Linked DNA regions of Mus musculus: region 1 is linked to region 2. The links are chromatin contacts, called in public HiChIP or PLAC-seq maps. All regions are on one chromosome and are shown on one strand. Each heading gives the region's core, a stretch centred on a gene start, on an enhancer-like site or on the middle of the called end of the contact. The rest is flanking DNA. Distances are from core to core; before and after follow the strand shown.

The links. HiChIP or PLAC-seq counts read pairs in DNA pulled down with a chosen protein or histone mark.
Region 1: a FOXA1 HiChIP or PLAC-seq map of pancreatic cancer cells shows a contact between it and region 2. The contact joins two enhancer-like sites. A contact is called at or near these places in 1 of 484 Hi-C or Micro-C datasets (nephron progenitors) and 2 of 115 datasets of contacts at active chromatin or transcription factors (kidney and pancreatic cancer cells).

Annotation. Positions count from the first base shown.
Region 1 is chr3:30,466,723-30,470,318 of GRCm38.p6, forward strand. The region is part of intron 1 of Mecom (MDS1 and EVI1 complex locus); the gene reads right to left. Among named protein-coding and RNA genes, the nearest start is that of Mecom, 41 kb to the right of the region's middle. Within about 2 kb of position 1,524, at least 21 of the 459 cell types and tissues checked have an H3K27ac peak or open chromatin away from gene starts, as enhancers often do. A contact at or near this core is called in pancreatic cancer cells, where this site is marked.
Region 2 is chr3:30,104,032-30,107,648 of GRCm38.p6, forward strand. The region is part of intron 2 of Mecom (MDS1 and EVI1 complex locus); the gene reads right to left. Among named protein-coding and RNA genes, the nearest start is that of Mecomos, 86 kb to the left of the region's middle. Within about 2 kb of position 1,685, at least 82 of the 459 cell types and tissues checked have an H3K27ac peak or open chromatin away from gene starts, as enhancers often do. A contact at or near this core is called in pancreatic cancer cells, where this site is marked.

The DNA.
Region 1 (3,596 bases), core at 274-2,773, 360 kb after region 2:
TTGGTGGCAAAGTTGTGATTAAAAAGTCATTCATCCAAGATTGTCTCCATGGACTCCGGAAATAACCACAGCCAAAATATCCCGGCGGGGGCAAAATATGAGAGGCAGATAGCACCTATTATTGCTTTTATCTGGGTGAAGCCAGGCTTCAGATTAGTGGAGCGAGTGAAGGTCCAGGCCTGTGACATGGACAATTCTAAGCAAGCCAGTACTAGCCACGATAAGCATTCAATAAGGACTTGGGATCTAAATATTTGTAGGAAATGTCTTTGTTTCCTGTTCTGTAAAAAGTAGATGGAGATAAAAAAGCAAAATGTTGTGATTTTGAGCCATTTCAAAAAATAAAAAAGCAACATAAAAAATACAAATACAGAAGAAAAGATGTGGGGTTTGAAGTTGACTTTAGTGAGCTTTGTAACCTTGGGGAAGCCACTTCGCCTCTCTGTGACTTGAATTCCTAATCAACAGTCAGGCAGGGAATCAGATGCTCTCCAAATTCCCTTTCATATCAGAAAGTCTATGATAACTCTCCTAGATTGTGATTCAAACTTGTAAAGGAATCGAAACAGATGAAATAGGCTGGTGTGAAAGATAACACCGGCTTGAAACTTAGTTCACCTGATATTTCTTAAGTACTTAACAGTCCAAGAGCTAACCTCTTCATATACACCCAACAATAACCTTGAAATTCCCCATCTCGCTGGCACTGAGATTACAGGCATGCACCATCTCTCCTGGTTTACACAGCCCTGGGGGTGGAAGACGGGTTATGTGTATACTAGGCAAGCACACTTCCAGCTGAGCTACACCCCAGTCTCAGTGTCAGTCATTAAAAGAGAGCTCTTCTTGTAAAACCTTTCAATAACAGGCAGTAAGTGCCAGCAGCCAGCGAGCACGGAGGCAGAGCAGATAAACAGTTGGGTTTATCTGTTTACCTGTGTTTCTGGAAAGAAAGATGCTTAAGTGGGAGCTGTTTAATGGGAAACTCCTCAACCTGCCCATCTCTTGGCTCACTCCATTAGGGCTCTGCTGTGATACAGTCAGCTCCAGGCTTCACTTCCCTCCCAGGGAAGGCAAAATCCAAAGAGATGAAGCAGAAGCCTTCTTAAGAACTGTAAGCGGGCTGATGAGGTGGCTTGATGAGTGAGGGTGCTTGCTGCCAAGCTTAAAGATCTGAGTTCAATCCCCAGGACCCACATGGTAGAAGAAGAGAACCAACCCCTGCACATGAGTGCAAGCACATACATGCACACTCACTGACACGTAGATAAATTTAAACAAAGTTTTTAAATGGGAGATATCAGGTGCCAAGCTTAAAAGTTGACAATTTGTTGAGTTGGGGGTGTGGACAAGTGGCAGAGCAAATGCCTTGCATACCAAGGTCCTGGGTCAGAGTCCCAGCACTACAAATGCTGGAAACAAAATAAGGATGACAATTTCAGCCCTTTGTATCCATATTGACTGTTATGAGCTGTCACAGCAACAGTAACAGATGTCACTTCATCCTTAAACGAAGTGAGTCAGACTCTAGTCACTTCTGGTCTCGGAACTCTGCATACCAAATGTCCCACATGGCTTGGGCCTCACAGGGCAGAGAGGGTACTTCAGACTAAGTAAGAGCAGGTGCTGTAATTAGTAATAAGCATATCCCATAACTCCAACCTCTGCCTTTCTGCAAAGATTAGCTCACTTATTATTGAGACTTTTTTTTTTTTTTGGTCAGAATAAAACCGTCAAGACGGCAAGAGTTTGTAAATCTGGTTCATCACCCCCATCACTTGTCTTTTATGAGCTCCTATTGTGTGCTTGGCACTACCCTGGCACCGGAGTTTTCAAGATAAGATCAAACACTAGTAAAAGAAACCATGTCCTCGAGGACTCTCAGACCATATCACAGGATGCTTAAGAGAACAGCCTGTGGGCTCCGACTGCCCCAGGTCATGGTCACTAGAGGGAAGAACAGTGTGTAATTCAGAGCCAAGAACTTCCTTACTTCACTGTCTCCTCCCAGGCCAGCTCTGCTCCCAGAAAGAAATTCTCCACTGAGCCAAAGATGAGATGTAAAGAATGAGAAGAAAGTTAGAGAGCTGGGAATGTAGCACAATGATTCAGCACTTGCCTAATAGGTACAAGGTCCCGGGTTTGATACCCAAAGTGTGGAGGAGAGGACATAAGGAAAGAGAGGGAGAAATGGGGGAGAGAAAGGGTCGGAGGAGAGAAGAATGGGGAGACAGAGAAGAAAGGGGAGACCTCCTGACATCAAGCACACTGCTTCTGCATCTATGTGGCACCTAAAACAAGGAAGGAAGCAGCATCAGGCATGAGTCAAGTCACAATGAGAACTACAGGTGAAGCCCTTCTTCATACCCCTGAATGGAGGGGTAACAGTTCTCTCAAACCATTCTCCAAATGGTCAGCACCTGCTGATTGGAGAGTGAGCCCAGACAATCCACCTACAGGGACCCAGAACCACTCAAGTCTCCTCAAACCCACAAAGATAACATTGAAAGTGTGTAACCGTGACCATAGCTGTCCAGGAAGCTGCCCCAGTGCCTCTATTCAAACGTGTCATACTCCGTAGTAAGGAATGGGCACTCTACACTCTTCACTGAGGAAACAAGTATTCCTGGAATTGATGGTGCACATGGAAATGACACGCCAATGACAGCACACATCCTCATCCTGTGAAGGGAGGGACTGAGGTTGGCAACTCTTATGGAACTAAGTTTTTGGCAGGTGGATGGTGATTTGCCTTGTTTAGATGCACAGAACATGGCAGTGCCCAACTCGCCCCTTAATCTCTTTCTCTAAAAACAAGACAAGAAGCTGGCCAGTAAATTTTCATTATATTTTAGTATGTGCATGCACAAGCTATTTCATGTCACGTGTGTGCAGGTCAGAGGATAGCTTAGTGGAAGTCCTTTCTCTCCTTCCACCAAGTGGGTCCCTGGCATCCAGGTAAGGTCATGAAGCTAGGCAGAAATCCGTTTACTTGCTGAACTGTCTCCCCTACTCAGAAAACAGCTACAAATCTTTACAGAGAAGAAGAATGTTGGGTCTCATAAAACCCAAGTGTACGTGTACAAGCATACATGCACTTTGAATCCACTAGCAGTGTGTGTGTGTGTGTGTGTGTGTGTGTGTGTGTGTGTGTGTGTGTGTGTATGTGCACATGTATTTCCCACTCACCTCTTTTCTTTGTACTTTCTTGACTATTTTTAAACTGCACATTCCAGACTGCCTTCAACTTTGATGACTCTTGTTAAACAGGACTACTTAGTGACTCTCAACCTAGTTTGTATCATTTGCTATCCTCCTCTAACATCTCTGATTCCATTAGGGGTCTGATCTTTAACAGTCGTTATGCATGTTCTCCCAGCCTGGGCCTGACCACGGAAATGAAGGCACAGGGTCTGGGGTTCCACATCTCCCAGCAGTCCACTTAACAGTGTAGTAAGTAGTACTTCACTACTGGGAAACGGGTGGATTCTTGCATGGCTTGAATAAAGCCTCCCTTCATAAAAGCTGAAATAAATACTACATAGGCTAGTGGGTAGTCTCTCCTGATCGTGGTGTCTCTCCACCTGCATGATACA
Region 2 (3,617 bases), core at 435-2,934:
AAAGAACAGGACTGCTTAAGCTTAATGTTTCAGTGACCAAATAAACTTCAGCAAGCAGAGCTTAGGAAGTGGGACAGCTATCTGGAAACTCGGATCATGATTATAAAATCTCCGCATGCTATTTATCTCCCCTAAACGCTTAAAAATATTCTGAAGGAAGGCCTTAGTGATTACTTCTTTGACCCCCAAACAAGCAGAGCAGTATGGCTTGTCTCAGTGGACCCTGAGCAATTCAAGTCGAGGGGTAGGAATCCACTGAACTGTGTACCTCTTCAGGAATGAGAAATAGCCTCAAGTGCGCTCTCTCTCTCTCTCTCTCTCTCTCTCTGGCCTGGATGAGGAAACTTTTTGATTTGAACTCTTTACACCTATATACTGATGTTTATCAACCCTTTGGAGTTCACATTAAAATAGAACATCACTAGAAAGCATCCTCTGAAATCTAAATTGGGCTGTCAATTAAAGGTGAAGAATGACTTTGTATTATTGCTTTAATGTGAAGCACCTTCTTTGTCCTGTTGAGGTACAATCATCTTCCATCCGAAATCCATTATAGCATCTGCAGAAAGCTTAGGAAGTTCACACTGGCCAAGGCTCAGAAGAGGGCCTGATCATAAAATCCACAAACTGTGGGGACAACTGACTAAACGTTAACAAGTGGCAGCTTGTGGCACTGCCCACCCCCAGGTGCCCAGCAGAGGTACAAGGGAAGTCAGATACTAATTACAAAGGGAGGTTTTTACTAGGCAGATTTAAGGGCCACAGATGAGCCAAATCCCGTTTTTTATTATCTACTGTACACTTAGCTAATGCTTTCCCCTATGAGGAGGGCTTAAACAGTAAGCACAAATAGCACAATGAAATTCTAATACTCTCCCTGTGTGGACCTGGATTATTTCAGCCACCAGCAATGTGAGTAGCTGCAGGTGTTGCACTAAATAAAGTAATATAAAGTGTCTAAATTGCAACTCTGGAAGTACTGTTTCAAGCCCCTGTCTGCTTTTTATTAACAGTCGGATTCCTTACTATCAGCAGCCACAACTACCTCTACCCTGTTATTCAGCAACAATATTTTGATAGGCACAGATCTATTAAAAATCACTGTTGATATTTTGTGACCATAGTCATTTCAGAGTTGAATAAGCATTCAATCTTCTCACAGAAGGGGAGAACGTAAACTTGCGATCCAGGAAAAGAGGAAGTCAGGGGTTACGGAGGTGCAGAGGCCACGGAGAATGAAACAGACCCCCTCCATCAAGCCGAAAACTTGGCAGCCTAACTAGAAACAGACCAGCCCTAAATCTTAAGGTTCATGAGCTCTTAGTAACATAATTAACCGAAATAAAACTAATATTCCCGTGTTGAGTTTCAGCTTAACAGACATCAGCAGCTCCAAGGGACTGCACCAGGGACGCGAAGTCGGAATGAGAAAATGCTTGCCTTGTTTAGGGACCGAGTCTGAAGGTAGGAAGGAGCACTCTCTAGCAAGTCCACAAAGTTTCTGAAGCAAAGAAAAGCTGTGTAGGCAGCCAGCTGTCCGGTTTACATTCCCTTCCTACTGTGAAGCAACACTTTGGAGGGAAGGTGTGGGTCACTCATTTGAAATTTCAGACAGGGCAGTGCTGGAGATGTCCAGTGCATGTGTTCTTAAGGAAGAAAACCCGAATTCCCAGGGGGAAACGCTGAACAGGAAATGTCTGGCCACTGGTTGCATCACGAGATATCAAAAGAATTTCACTTTGGCTCCTTCACTGCATCAAGTCAGGACATTCTTGATTTTTTTTTTTAAATACTCACTAAGCTCCTACAAAATGAACTAAGAAAAAAAATAGTGATATCAAAATGTTTCTAAAAGTTTCCAGTGTCTGAAATAGAGAAATAGAGGGGAAAAAACAAAAAACAAAAAACAACCAACAATTTAGGAAGAAATGCAGAGTGTTAGTTCTGAGGGATTAAATAAACAACATTAGTATCTGTGGATAGCAGTCAGGAAATTCCATTTATCTGATGAGCTGTTGGCGACCTAAGAAGTGTTTCAGCCCCCAACCCCCACTGTGCCCACAGACTTCTTTTTGCAGGAATTTTTATGCTGTTTTGCTGCAGATAGTGTGCATTTACAAGTAAAGATGCATTTACAAGTAAAGAGGAGACTAAAAAGGATTTCTTTCCTTTTCTTTAAATTGATGTCCATTTATATACCTCAGCTCAGGAAGTCCACAAATTCAGTCTCTAACTGGGAAGAGTCTTGTCACAGGACTGCCTGGGGCCATCAGCCCTGGTTTCTTTTCTTTCTTTCTTTCTTTCTTTCTTTCTTTCTTTCTTTCTTTCTTTCTTTCTTTCTTTCTTTCTTTCTTTCTTTCTTTTTTTTTTTTTTTTAACAAGCTTCTCTTTTAACACTTAACACCAGGGATGATTTAACAGAAAGTGTCTCAAGTCTGAGCTACAGCCCCTTTAGACTCTACCCAAACAAAGGTACTAATGTGTGGTCAGTTTCTTGGCAGCCCCACTCTCTGCTGATAACGTTCCTGTTTGGTATTCTCCAAGGAGTTGGCTGCTGGAAGTTGCTCGAACCTCATCCCTTGCTGCTCCGGGTGCGGGCGATGCTCCGACTGCGCGGCGCCAACCACAACATGCTACCCACCGTGAGAGAGCAGGACGCGGGCCGCTCTAGTCAGGACTTATCGTCTATCATACTGATTGACGAAACCAAGAGTGAGCAGAAAAAATAAACATGAACAGAGGCTGCAGTGTATGAGCCCCGTCAGCTGGGAGTTTTAGTATTTGGCCTTGGCGATCCCACTCTCCTGCTAGGTTATCTTTCCCGTGTGCTATCATTTATCATAACTTGGAGGGGCCAGGGGGGAGAAAAAAAACCTTGGACTTTTCTATTGGCTACATTCATTAGACAACTTTCTTTTTAATGCCCCCGCCCCTTCGCACCAACCCCTACCCACACATAATAATAGCATCCTTTTATATATTCCCCGAAGAACGTTGATGAAATCGAAATATGGTTCATCTCCTTTATTCCTGCTCCACATAGATCACGGCAAGTAATTAACCTTTGCTGGCCCATCAAATCTAGAATGCAAACCTGCATGTCAGTCTACTTCAGTCGGGCGCAATAATAAACCTGTACCTCTCTCTAACAAGGAAACTCAGTAAACATCCTGGATGTTGGTCACTGACTTGGGTAGCTAGTATCTTCTTTCTTAAGTAATGGCACTTGACTTTTTCAGACACAAACCATGTTTTGTATTGGTCTTGACAGCCACTATAAAGTACCCCCCAAGTGTGAGTAACAAAGATGATTTGTATGTGGCCCGCAGTCCTCCAGGATTCTAATAGCTTTCTCATTCCAGCCCAGAAAGACGGAACACAGGGTAGCTGGTTAAAGCTGATACAAGCGTTTCTTCTCTCAGCAGGCTATTCTTGCATAACCATTTATTTTGCAGAGTTTTAAAGTGCCTGAAGGATTTAATTATGTACATAGACAACCCTTATAAACTCTATTCTAGGGTTTTTATTGACTTTTGGGCTGGGCAGCTCTTAGGCATTTCAATTAAGTGTTTTTATAAGAAAAACTACAATATTGTAAAAAAAATTCTTTATAGATA